Regions from separate parts of the Mus musculus genome. Here region 2 is linked to region 1. The links are chromatin contacts, called in public Hi-C maps. All regions are on one chromosome and are shown on one strand. Each heading gives the region's core, a stretch centred on a gene start, on an enhancer-like site or on the middle of the called end of the contact. The rest is flanking DNA. Distances are from core to core; before and after follow the strand shown.

Evidence for each region. A called contact is a pair of places that touch in the nucleus more often than the background predicts.
Region 2: a Hi-C map of cortical neurons shows a contact between it and region 1, with 4 times the contacts expected there. The contact joins two enhancer-like sites. A contact is called at or near these places in 5 of 484 Hi-C or Micro-C datasets (cerebellar granule neurons, cerebellum, cortical neurons and 1 more).

What each region holds. Positions count from the first base shown.
Region 1 is chr2:138,031,851-138,036,971 of GRCm38.p6, reverse strand. No RefSeq gene overlaps it. Among named protein-coding and RNA genes, the nearest start is that of Gm14062, 160 kb to the right of the region's middle. Within about 2 kb of position 3,046, at least 24 of the 459 cell types and tissues checked have an H3K27ac peak or open chromatin away from gene starts, as enhancers often do. A contact at or near this core is called in cerebellum and cortical neurons, where this site is marked.
Region 2 is chr2:138,404,440-138,409,560 of GRCm38.p6, reverse strand. No RefSeq gene overlaps it. Among named protein-coding and RNA genes, the nearest start is that of Btbd3, 130 kb to the right of the region's middle. Within about 2 kb of position 3,205, at least 46 of the 459 cell types and tissues checked have an H3K27ac peak or open chromatin away from gene starts, as enhancers often do. A contact at or near this core is called in cerebellum and cortical neurons, where this site is marked.

The DNA of each region.
Region 1 (5,121 bases), core at 1,797-4,296:
TTCTTATCTCTACCTTTTGGGGCACAATCTTATCTGGGGACACCACAGAGCCCAAGAATTGTCCTGTATCAGAAATTTGGACCTTTTCTGTGGCTATCTGTAAACCCCACTGACTTAAAGTTTTAAGTAGAAAAGGATATGCCTTTTGTAGCATGGTAAGGTCTTTATGGCACAGGAGGATGTCATCCATGTAAAGGAGCAAAATTAAAGAGGGGAATTGTTCCCTCACTGGCAAAAGAGCTTTTTGCACATAAAGCTGGCACATTGTAGGACTATTGGACATCCCCTGTGGTAAGACCCTCCATTGACACCTCTTATCAGGTTTAGCAGAATAAGCTCTCTGACCCGTTAACAAGTCAAAAGTCCAATCTCTCTGCTCTGGAGTTAAAGCAGCAGCGTTTGCTCGGTCCTGCGCCTGTGCCGCCTCCTGCCACAGAGCTCGCCATTCCACATATTTGGCCATACTAGGGAGAGCGGCTTTTGCAATCATTTGCCAGTCGGCAGGAGTTAGTGCCATGCTGGCAAGCCTGTCTAACTGTACCAAGGTAAAATTAGCATTGATTCCATATTTAATCTGCACATATTCTACCGGAGCGTGGACACGCCCACCCTCGGCTCCTTCAAAGACTGGAAATGCCTGTTGTATTTTCCTTTGTTCCTCTCGGGGAATGAATGAGTCTGCGCACTGCCTCTCTGCGCATTGCTGACGCACCACGGGCTGACGCACTACGCAGGGCGGGGACTCCGCATAGGGCGGGAGTGCACCTGGTAGCCGATTGCCCTGAGGCCAATTAGCAAACTGGCCTTCGCCAGCCGCTTCTGGCTTTCTTCTTGACCAATTAGCTGGCTGGTAATGGGCTGCTTCTTCCTCCCAGTCTGTTTCCTCAGAGGAGGATTCTTCACTTGCTTCAGAGCTACTAAGAGCTGGCTTCCTGAGCTCATCTAGTGACGAGTATCTCCTAGAGACCTCCGCTAATCGATCTTTTTTCTTCTCCCTTTTTCCTCTTTTTCTTCTAATCTCTCTCCAGGTATTCCTACCTAACCTTAACTTTTCCTCGGGTTCAAGACCCTTGGAAAGGCCTGTATACTTACCGTTTCTCCTTGCTCCTACTCTCTCTCCCCGCTTTACTTCTGATAGACTGCCCTGAATTTCATCCAGAATTTTCAGCCCTGCCTTAACCACTATATAACATGTGAAAAGGAACAAAAGGGCTCCTAACACCAGAAAAAATTCAAGGCCAAACATACTCACTGGTACTCTCGTTCCCCAGCTGAAAAGTTCTGAATTCATACAGTTGAATCCTTCTTAACAGTCTGCTTTACGGGAACCTTTATCACCGTCGTTCCCCAGCTGATGAGTTCTGAATTCGGCAGTTGAATCCTTCTCAACAGTCTGTGTTACGGGAACCTTATAACCTTGATTCGCAGTTCTGGTTCTGGAATGAAGTATCCCTCCTGCGCCAGTCCGGAGTTTTTTCTCGTCCCGGATTTTCTCGTCCCGGAATTCGGCACCAATTGTTATTCGACGCGTTCTCACGACCGGCCAGGAAGAACACCACAGACCAGAATCTTCTGCGGCAAAGCTTTATTCTTACATCTTCAGGAAAAGAGAGCAAGAAGCAAGAGAGAGGGAAAAGCAAGAGAGCGAAAAAGCAAGAGAGAGAGAAAACGAAAACCCCGTCCCTCTTAAGGAGCATTCTCCTTCGCCTCGGACGTGTCACTCCTTGATTGGCTGCAGCCCATCGGCCGAGTTGACGTCACGGGGAAGGCAGAGCACAAGTAGTCATAAGATACCCTTGGCACATGCGCAGATTATTTGTTTACCACTTAGAACACAGGATGTCAGCGCCATCTTGTAACGGCGAATGTGGGGGCGGCTCCCAACAGAAGAAGCCAAGCATGAGTGTGATTTTGAGTGAAACCTCAACCTCAGCTTGATCCGACAAGGTCTCTGTAGCATAACTTTCATGTCAGTTTGTGCGTCCCAAAGGCAAAGGGGACAGGCATTTGACGTTCTGCAATAATAGGGTATCACGTATGAGCTCCTGTGGGACCAGACTTTGGGCATCTGTAATGCCTATGGGTGAAGGAAGCAGCTTTTAGTAGCAAAAGATGCAGAACCTGGGAAATGGAAAAACAATGTCCAAAAGAAAGATATATGGACATCTTGATTGACCACTAGTTCATGCCCATGCTGTGGAAACCCCTTCAAGGGGCTATAATGAACTTATTCATGGATGTCTTCTCTAGCCCACTGTTGTTGGTAGGTCACCTATTACTGTACTCTCTTGTAGAAGTGACTCTTCTAGAATCTGTCACTTCTGGTGCATAACACTAATTGAAAGGCTAGCATTTCAGAGAAATATGTCAGAGATAATATTTAAAAGATGCCATTCTGTCAGGCTTGTCGCTGGAGTGTGACATGACTACAGGAGCCCTGTTAGAAGTAATGAGCCAAGAGGAGCTCAAGTCGCTTGGTTCATTCAGCAGAGCGAGGCTCAAGGATTGAGCTAATATTATTACTGACCATAAATGTTGTTAGGGGGATGGAGAGGATGTTAACGCCACTAAGCATTACAATCAAATCTCAATAATGACCAGCGAAGCAGCCTAATAAATTGTAGATTATGTGTGCCATGCATATTCATTCTGTCAGAAACCTCAACTTCCTGGCTGATAGAATTTCAAGGGCTTATGCTACAAGCACTGGGCTTAAAGCCACATGTAGGAAAAGAAAAAAGATGATGAAGGAAAATAATGCTGAGAATTCTGACAGAATTATCTAAGTCTAGTGCCTTAGCTACTTCGTGTCCCCTGACGCCCCCCCACCCCCGCCAATTTTCCACTAATGTATATAAGAAAATGATGTAAAGGTGCAGAATTACTGCGGAGTAAGAAACCACAGCTTTGAACGTGAGTGTTGTGAATGCAGAACATCCTCCCGAATCCGTCCTGAGAGGATGGTTTCTGGTTTAGACTGGCTTCCTCTGTTGCTCGTCATGCACCATGGAACAGCAGGTCTCCCAGTCTCGTTTCTCTGGCTGCCAAGCTTGCCAAGCACATTTTGGAAAAATGAGAAGTTCCTGTCACTAAGAAAGAGGATGCCATGTGTGTGCATTTGTTAAAAATAAATCTGCTTTCACCAAATCTCATCCAGGAAAATCTAAGGAAAACCCTTCAGAAGAAATACTCTCAGAGTATCAATGATTTCCATGTTCTGAGCATCTCCCAGAAGCCATAGTTTCTTTTGAATTGACCTCTGATTTCTGAGGATTTTTAGATCTCTTTAGAGAAGTCCATTTTAGAGGGTATTTCTCCTTTCCTCAGGGTTTAAGACACCAGGCGACAAACAGCATCTTCCAGACGCAATTTCTTCCTCACTGGCCTCCCTTTGCCCAAGAAGATGCTGCCCCCTGGCGGCAGACAGGGGAACATGTACACACGTCTACATTTCCAACCCATCTTATTCTCAGATGAAAACAAGCAAACAGCCCTTGAGGCTTTTCTTTGCTAATATTAATTTTTTGCATAATAATATGACGCCCACTCACCTGTTTCAACTCACAATTTTTATCCCCAGGAAAATACAGAGGAAATGATTTACAGTAGTCACTGTATGTGGGCAGCATCCCTTCCAATGTTCCTACTACCAGGAACAAGGCCCCAAGGTTCAAGCTTCACCATGATGGTTGACTCTTTAAACATAGCTTTATTTCCTTCCAGTATCAAGGTCTGGACTTAGAAGAGAGGAGGTCGTCACCTTCGTGCCCTCACAGCAGTCTCCCACAGAAGCTAGCACAACCTAAAAGGACCCTTGTCTCTGTGAGCAAACTCAAAACTCAAGTGGGTGGCAGAACGGGGATATTACTCTGTCAAGGATGAGTCCTCACCTTCCTAGCCTTATGTGTGAGCCCCTCAAATCCTAGGAATCTATTAACTGCCTGGATTCCTGTTGACGAGGCTGAAGCGTCTGTCACAGTGCTCAGCCTCTCATTCTTCCCTAGGTCTCACAGGGGCTCCCGTGGCAGCTCATTAGGCAGCTACTGGTCTATTGGTGGGGATAAGGATCCCAGCCGGCACCCCCGAATGTTCTGGAGTTAATTCGATTATAAAAACAAACAAACAAACAAACAAACAAACAAAAACCCAAAGCAAACCAAAAGAAACAAAAGGAAGGAAAGGAAAGGAGACTCAGGCAAACCTGATTCAGGACTTCATTATTTCCATTAAAAATACAGGTTAGAAGCAAAGATTATTATTTGAGTAACTCACATTCTGGTGTTTCAAAGTTTTCTGAGAACCTCACTAGAACTAAAGAGTGGAACATTTTTGTGACAGTTTATTATTTTTCTGCTGGCTCTCCTCCCCTTGCCCTTCCTCATTGCTTTGGCCCCCTCTTTCACAGATATTGAAGACACATGTATGCCTGGTAGCCATGGGGGCCAAAAGAGGTTGTCCAAGGTCCTGGAACTAAGTCTGTGTCAGGAATATAACTGGGGTCCTCTGTAAGATAAGGAGTGCTCTAAAGTGCTGAGCTGTCTTCTGTGGTATTTAAAAATCGACATAATAATTGCATCATTTCCTGGTTCCCCTTTCTTCCTATAAACATTCTCATATAAATTAACGCTTATTTTCATTAGTTATTGCTTCATGCATATATATGTATACAAATAGATTTCTTAATAAATGCAACCTGCTACTTTTTTTTTTTTACAATGTTCCTTGTCTGTTTGTTTTCATGGAGTTTCTTATGACATGGTGTCTCCTAGAAATATCAGAAGCAACAACCATAAAGTCTTCCCAACATGCCTACCCAAAAATGAACTGACGAAGTTCTACAATAATAGACACGCTTAATAGACAGGGGAATGCCCAGGAGGCCTCAACCCTGCACAAAACTGTGGGCAGCAAAGAAATGCTGAAACAGGATAAATTGTCTCTCCAGGGAAGAGCACACCAATTTGTTATCCAATATGTAATGTTATGTTTAAGATTTGCTTCAGAAAACAATGTGTTTACTGAAAATAAGACAAGAGATCATAGAACAGAAGCCTGGAGAGGAAACACAGCCATTTGTGCAGATGCCAACCAGGACTGCACCTGAAGTCTGCCTCAGAGCGG
Region 2 (5,121 bases), core at 1,956-4,455, 370 kb before region 1:
TGGTTCTCAACCTAGGCTGCAAGTAAGAGCCATTTGGGAATATATTAGGAAAACTTTGTAGACTATTATTTAAATTGGTATAGAGTAAGTCTTGGACATCAGCATTTTTTTTAATGCAGCTATTTCCAATGTGAAGCTTATATTTCTGGGTAGAGCAACAGACTTGGGAATATCAGATCTTTGGATTGAAAAATTGTACGTGACTTAAAGGTACAAAACAGGAGAAGTAAGCATACATCTCAAACACGTTCTAAATGGAGCTCATTTGAATGTATGAGCAGCACTGGAAATCTGCTTCCAGTAGGCCCTTCTCTTGGCCTGTTGAACTCTTCTGTAAGAGAACACCAAGATGGGTGATCATAAATTTATTTGCTTTACAGTTCTTAACATGCTTATACATTCCATATCTACTCAGGGCTGCTCTCTGCTTCAAGTTTCCTTGTCTTTTGTAAGAACCCCACCCACTCTGGAATATACCTACTCATTTAGGTAGGGTCTAAATGCTTTATGAACCTCTGATGGGTCCTATTTTGAGTGCCACTGCACTGGGGACCACATTTCTAAAACCAGGAACACCCAAGCCAGAGCTACCTTTATGACCAACAGTGAAAATCGAATCATATAAGATTCCAAAGAAAAAGGTTATGAAAATAAAAATCAAAGGGGTCCATTGAATACATGTATTTATTTGGATAAATGTAAAAACTAAGATACATTTTGTTTTTAAAGATGGAAATTGTAATAGGACATCAGGAGAGGCTAATAGAGATTCTTTCTCATATAGGTTACCTGTAAGACAGAGAAAAGGGTCTTGGATTCCTCTCTTTTCCCATCTGTTGTCAACACTGGGTATGATATAGGTGAAGCATGAGTGAAGTATGCATTGGAAGGATTTCTTACTACACTGTGTCTTGGAATGGTCTCCTGTTTTTGACTTCACTGACTTCATTTTCCACACCATAATAAAGCTTTCCATGGGATTTGGAATTGACTCACACTTAAAGCAAATATCTCCACAGAAAATCCACTCGCGTGGTTTCTCAGAACCATTCTTATAAATGAACCATTTATAAGATTTTATCTTTTCTCCAGCCCTGATCAGACTTAGCTCTGTGAGTAATGACCTAGAAGCTAATAGATAAATAATTGGTAATGTTGTATTGCTGCTTCCAACATGGCAGCTGCTAATGAAGAAGAGTAGTTAAGACAAAGCCTTTTTTTAGTGTAACCTGTAACTGTGAACCCCAGATCTCAGAGCTAGGAGGCTTCTTGAAGCAATGAGAAGGCAGGTTATTGAGTTACAAGGTAGCTGAAACATCTTGGGCAGGGACTCTGCACCAACTATCTCATGATTCCTATGCCAAATTTTCCACCTAATAAGATTTTGGGGGAAAGTGTACATGCCTATTTCTCATGTAAGACAGAGAAAAGGGTCTTGGATTCCTCTCTTTTCCCATCTGTTGTCAACACTGGGTATGATATAGGTGAAGCATGAGTGAAATATGCATTGGAAGGATTTCTTACTACCCCGTGTCTCGGAATGGTCTCCTGTTCTTGACTTCACTGACTTCATTTTCCACACCATCATCACTGAACCATCCAGACACATCCTCCCTGCATGCACACATAGCAGCATCTCTCAGGCTTAGCACCTTACATCACAGAACAGGTGGTTGGAATAGAATAATAAACCATGTTTCTGCATAATTGTTTCTGTTATGCATTCTTTATCAGAAACTTCTTACGTCAGAGACTATCTTGTCCTCATCAGCCCCCAGCACCCAATTCAATGCCTGCTCACAGTAGATCTGTGATGAAACTTTGTAGAATAAGTGAATTCACACAAGTATGGGGGATGGGAGGTTTTGAGAATCAGCTGGTGGCTTTCCCAAATCTCAAATATCTTATTGTTGGGTTACAGGATGACAAAAGGGTATTATTGCTCCCTTGTTTGTGAAACTCTTTATCTAACATTATTCCTCCATTTTGAACTCTCAGGTAGCTATGCCCTGCTTTTAGCTGAGGGTAAGAAATATTCTCAAGCTCTTGCATAAACTCCAGCACACTCCTGCAACAAACCTGAGTGAGATGAAATCCACCCACCTGGTAGTTTGGAAGACATTCAGAAAGGTATTTTCTTCATTTAGATCTCTCTCTCTCTCTCTCTCTCTCTCTCTCTCTCTCTCTGTGTGTGTGTGTGTGTGTGTGTGTCTGTGTCTGTGTGTGTCTGTCTGTGTGTTTGTGTGTGTGAATGTTTGACATACATGACATGGATAACATTGTAGAGTCAGTTCTCTCCTTCTACCTCCATATAGATTCTAGGGATCAAACTCATGTGATCAGGCTGGCTTCTCAAGTGCTTTTATCTTCCGAGCCATCTCTCTAACCCCACCGCACCCCTGTTGAAAAAACTATGTAAAGAAACAGGCAAGAAGACCTAGTTACTTTCCAAAAGTTCTCTTCAAACAAGGATATGAGCATGGTTTTCAATTTTGGCCAATGAAACCTGACCACAAATCTAGAGAGTAGTTAGGGTTAGAGAAAACTCTATTGCTGAAAAGATATTCAAGGGAGAGTCATTGTTCATTTATTCAGCTGGATGTTGCCATGGCTACATGTGATGCCTGAAACTCTAACAGCCAGCCTGTAATCATAACAAGAATCTAGTAAGGTAACAATGCAGGGCAGATGGAAGGATCCTTAATGACATCAGTGGGCCACTGCCCTATCTTTGGATGCACCTAATTCTAGATTTGTTGGTAAGTGATGCAGCACACATTCCCACTGTTCACTCACAGTGGGATTGTGGAGGTGCTTGCTTGTAGCTGAAATATCTTGATGCAACAGGGAATTTAATTGCCTTGACCAAGAAACTAGATTGCAGATAGCAAAATAAAGGGACTAACCTTAAAGCAGAAAAAAAAAGGAACATTGTGGGCCCATCATGGGTATCACATTATATCAAGAATAATGCAGAAAGTACCTCATTAAAGCTTCAGTATACTCTAGGAGAATGTTAGGGACGTTCTGTTTTATAAAAAGAACACACAGAAAGGTAAAGTAATTTGCCTAAGGTCAAATAGTAAATAGCAGTTTTAGAAACACCACTCATGTTGGTTCAATTGCAACAGAAAGGGGGACTTTGTGTGCCACGTGCAGACAGAGTGGGTGTTCCATTACCATTACGTCATCCTTTTGTCTGGCTGTGTGCCTCTGATCTTTTCCTGTGAACTGGATGTTGTAGGGAGACTGGGAGCATATGGAGAATGACGCGCTCAGAGAGAGAGCAAGAATGTGCACAGCAGTGACAGTGCTAAGGCTGAAAACACCCTGGGGACTTTGCATAAAACATGGAGCTGACCAGGGCAAACACAATTCTTGCTGAAAAAGGCATACATGAGCATGCACATTAGCAATATTTTTGCATTTATCAATGACAAGTGACTTGATTTATTTATGGCATAATTAAGGAAAACCTTTAACAATGAACTATATCTGGTTTGGGCTGGATTAAAAAGTATATACCTATTTACTTTTCTTAGACCTTAGAAGTTTCAATATTCCATAATTGTATTTCTAATGACAGAAGATTCATCTCAGCTCATTGTGTATGCATCACATGATTCACCACACATTTAGATTGGAGTAAATGAACTTGTTCATTATACATAGTCATCTTTTTGTTGTGCAATGTTTCCATTTTTGAAAGCCATGTAATCACTTCATTGTGGTGTTGGGAATTGTCATTATAGAATGCCTAAAATTTTCAAAGGATGCAATTTAGGGATTTTGATCTTATGGCATAAATATATGCCTGACACGTAATATGAAGAAACTTACTCCAGATGGCTGCTCAAAACAGATAAATCAAATTTCCCAGTAGTAACAAACTAAAACCTCAAATTCCGTTTTTTTTCCTTGATTAAAATAACCAGAACATCTATGTTAGTTAAATGTGCTAAATGTGAGAAAATTAGAGTTCTTGATTCTATTTTAAATTAGATTTTCTGGGCACTGTAGATGGTTTGAGGAGGGCAGAGTGGCTACTGTAGGTGAGTACCCTCCTTCCTGAGGAGGATCTGAGTTCAAATTCAGTTTCATCCTTGTTATACCAATTGATGTAGAAGTGCAGCCTGCTACAATTTCACAGGAACTGTCACAGTGCACCCCGACCTGACCCCCACTATGTAAATGCCAATGCCTTTCCACCCATCATCCCTTTCAGCTATACTTACAGGCATTTCCAACATGGGCAAAACCAGAACACTGTGGAAAGTGTTAATTAGAAAAGAAACACATCGCTTCAGCAAAACAGGTAAGCCTTGAAGTTAGAGACGGCCATGTTTCTTGAGCACACCTCCAATAGCCCTGTTTTGAGTGCATGCAGCACATCTCAGGTGCATTCACATGCAGCTGGGCTTTCTCCTCAGTTGCCAGCAACTGTACTCTATTCTGCAGCTAGTAAAGGCAAACCTCTTCTAAATAACCCCTTTGTGCACAGATTCGGAAGTCACGTCAATTGACGCAGTTCATGACCCAAATCTTCAACTCCTTGAGAGAGCTCCTTGAGAGACTCCCTTTAAAATAATACTTTTCATTTGCCATTCCCTATAACACGCAGGTGAGATCAACAGACACCTTCCTTTGCCCCCACCTATTTTATATGACCAATTTGCCTGGCCAAAGGGCTTCCATGAGCGCCTGAGATCTTCCAGTACCCATGTTACTGGGAGCTTGGATCACTTTCTGACCAATGAAAAGCAAAAGTGAAAGTACTGACCTCCAGAATAAAGGAGAGGAGATAGGAGATTAATGCAGATGAGGAGGCTAGACACAGGAAGAGGAATACAGGTAGTCAGTAAAAATTAAAACAAATATGCCCGTTCCAGCAGGGTTTGATTCTAAGGGTAGGACTAAGAATATATTTAATAAAACTATTTTACTTTGGAAATACTCGGTTTAAAAAGGCAAGTTTCTTCATATTTTGCTGCCTCTGATTATACGAAGAGATATTACGATAAAAATACAAAAGTGGATGTTCACAGTCATCTATAAGATGGAACACAGGGCCCCCCAAAGGAGAAGCTAGAGAAAGGAGGTGAAGGGGTCTGCAACCCTAGT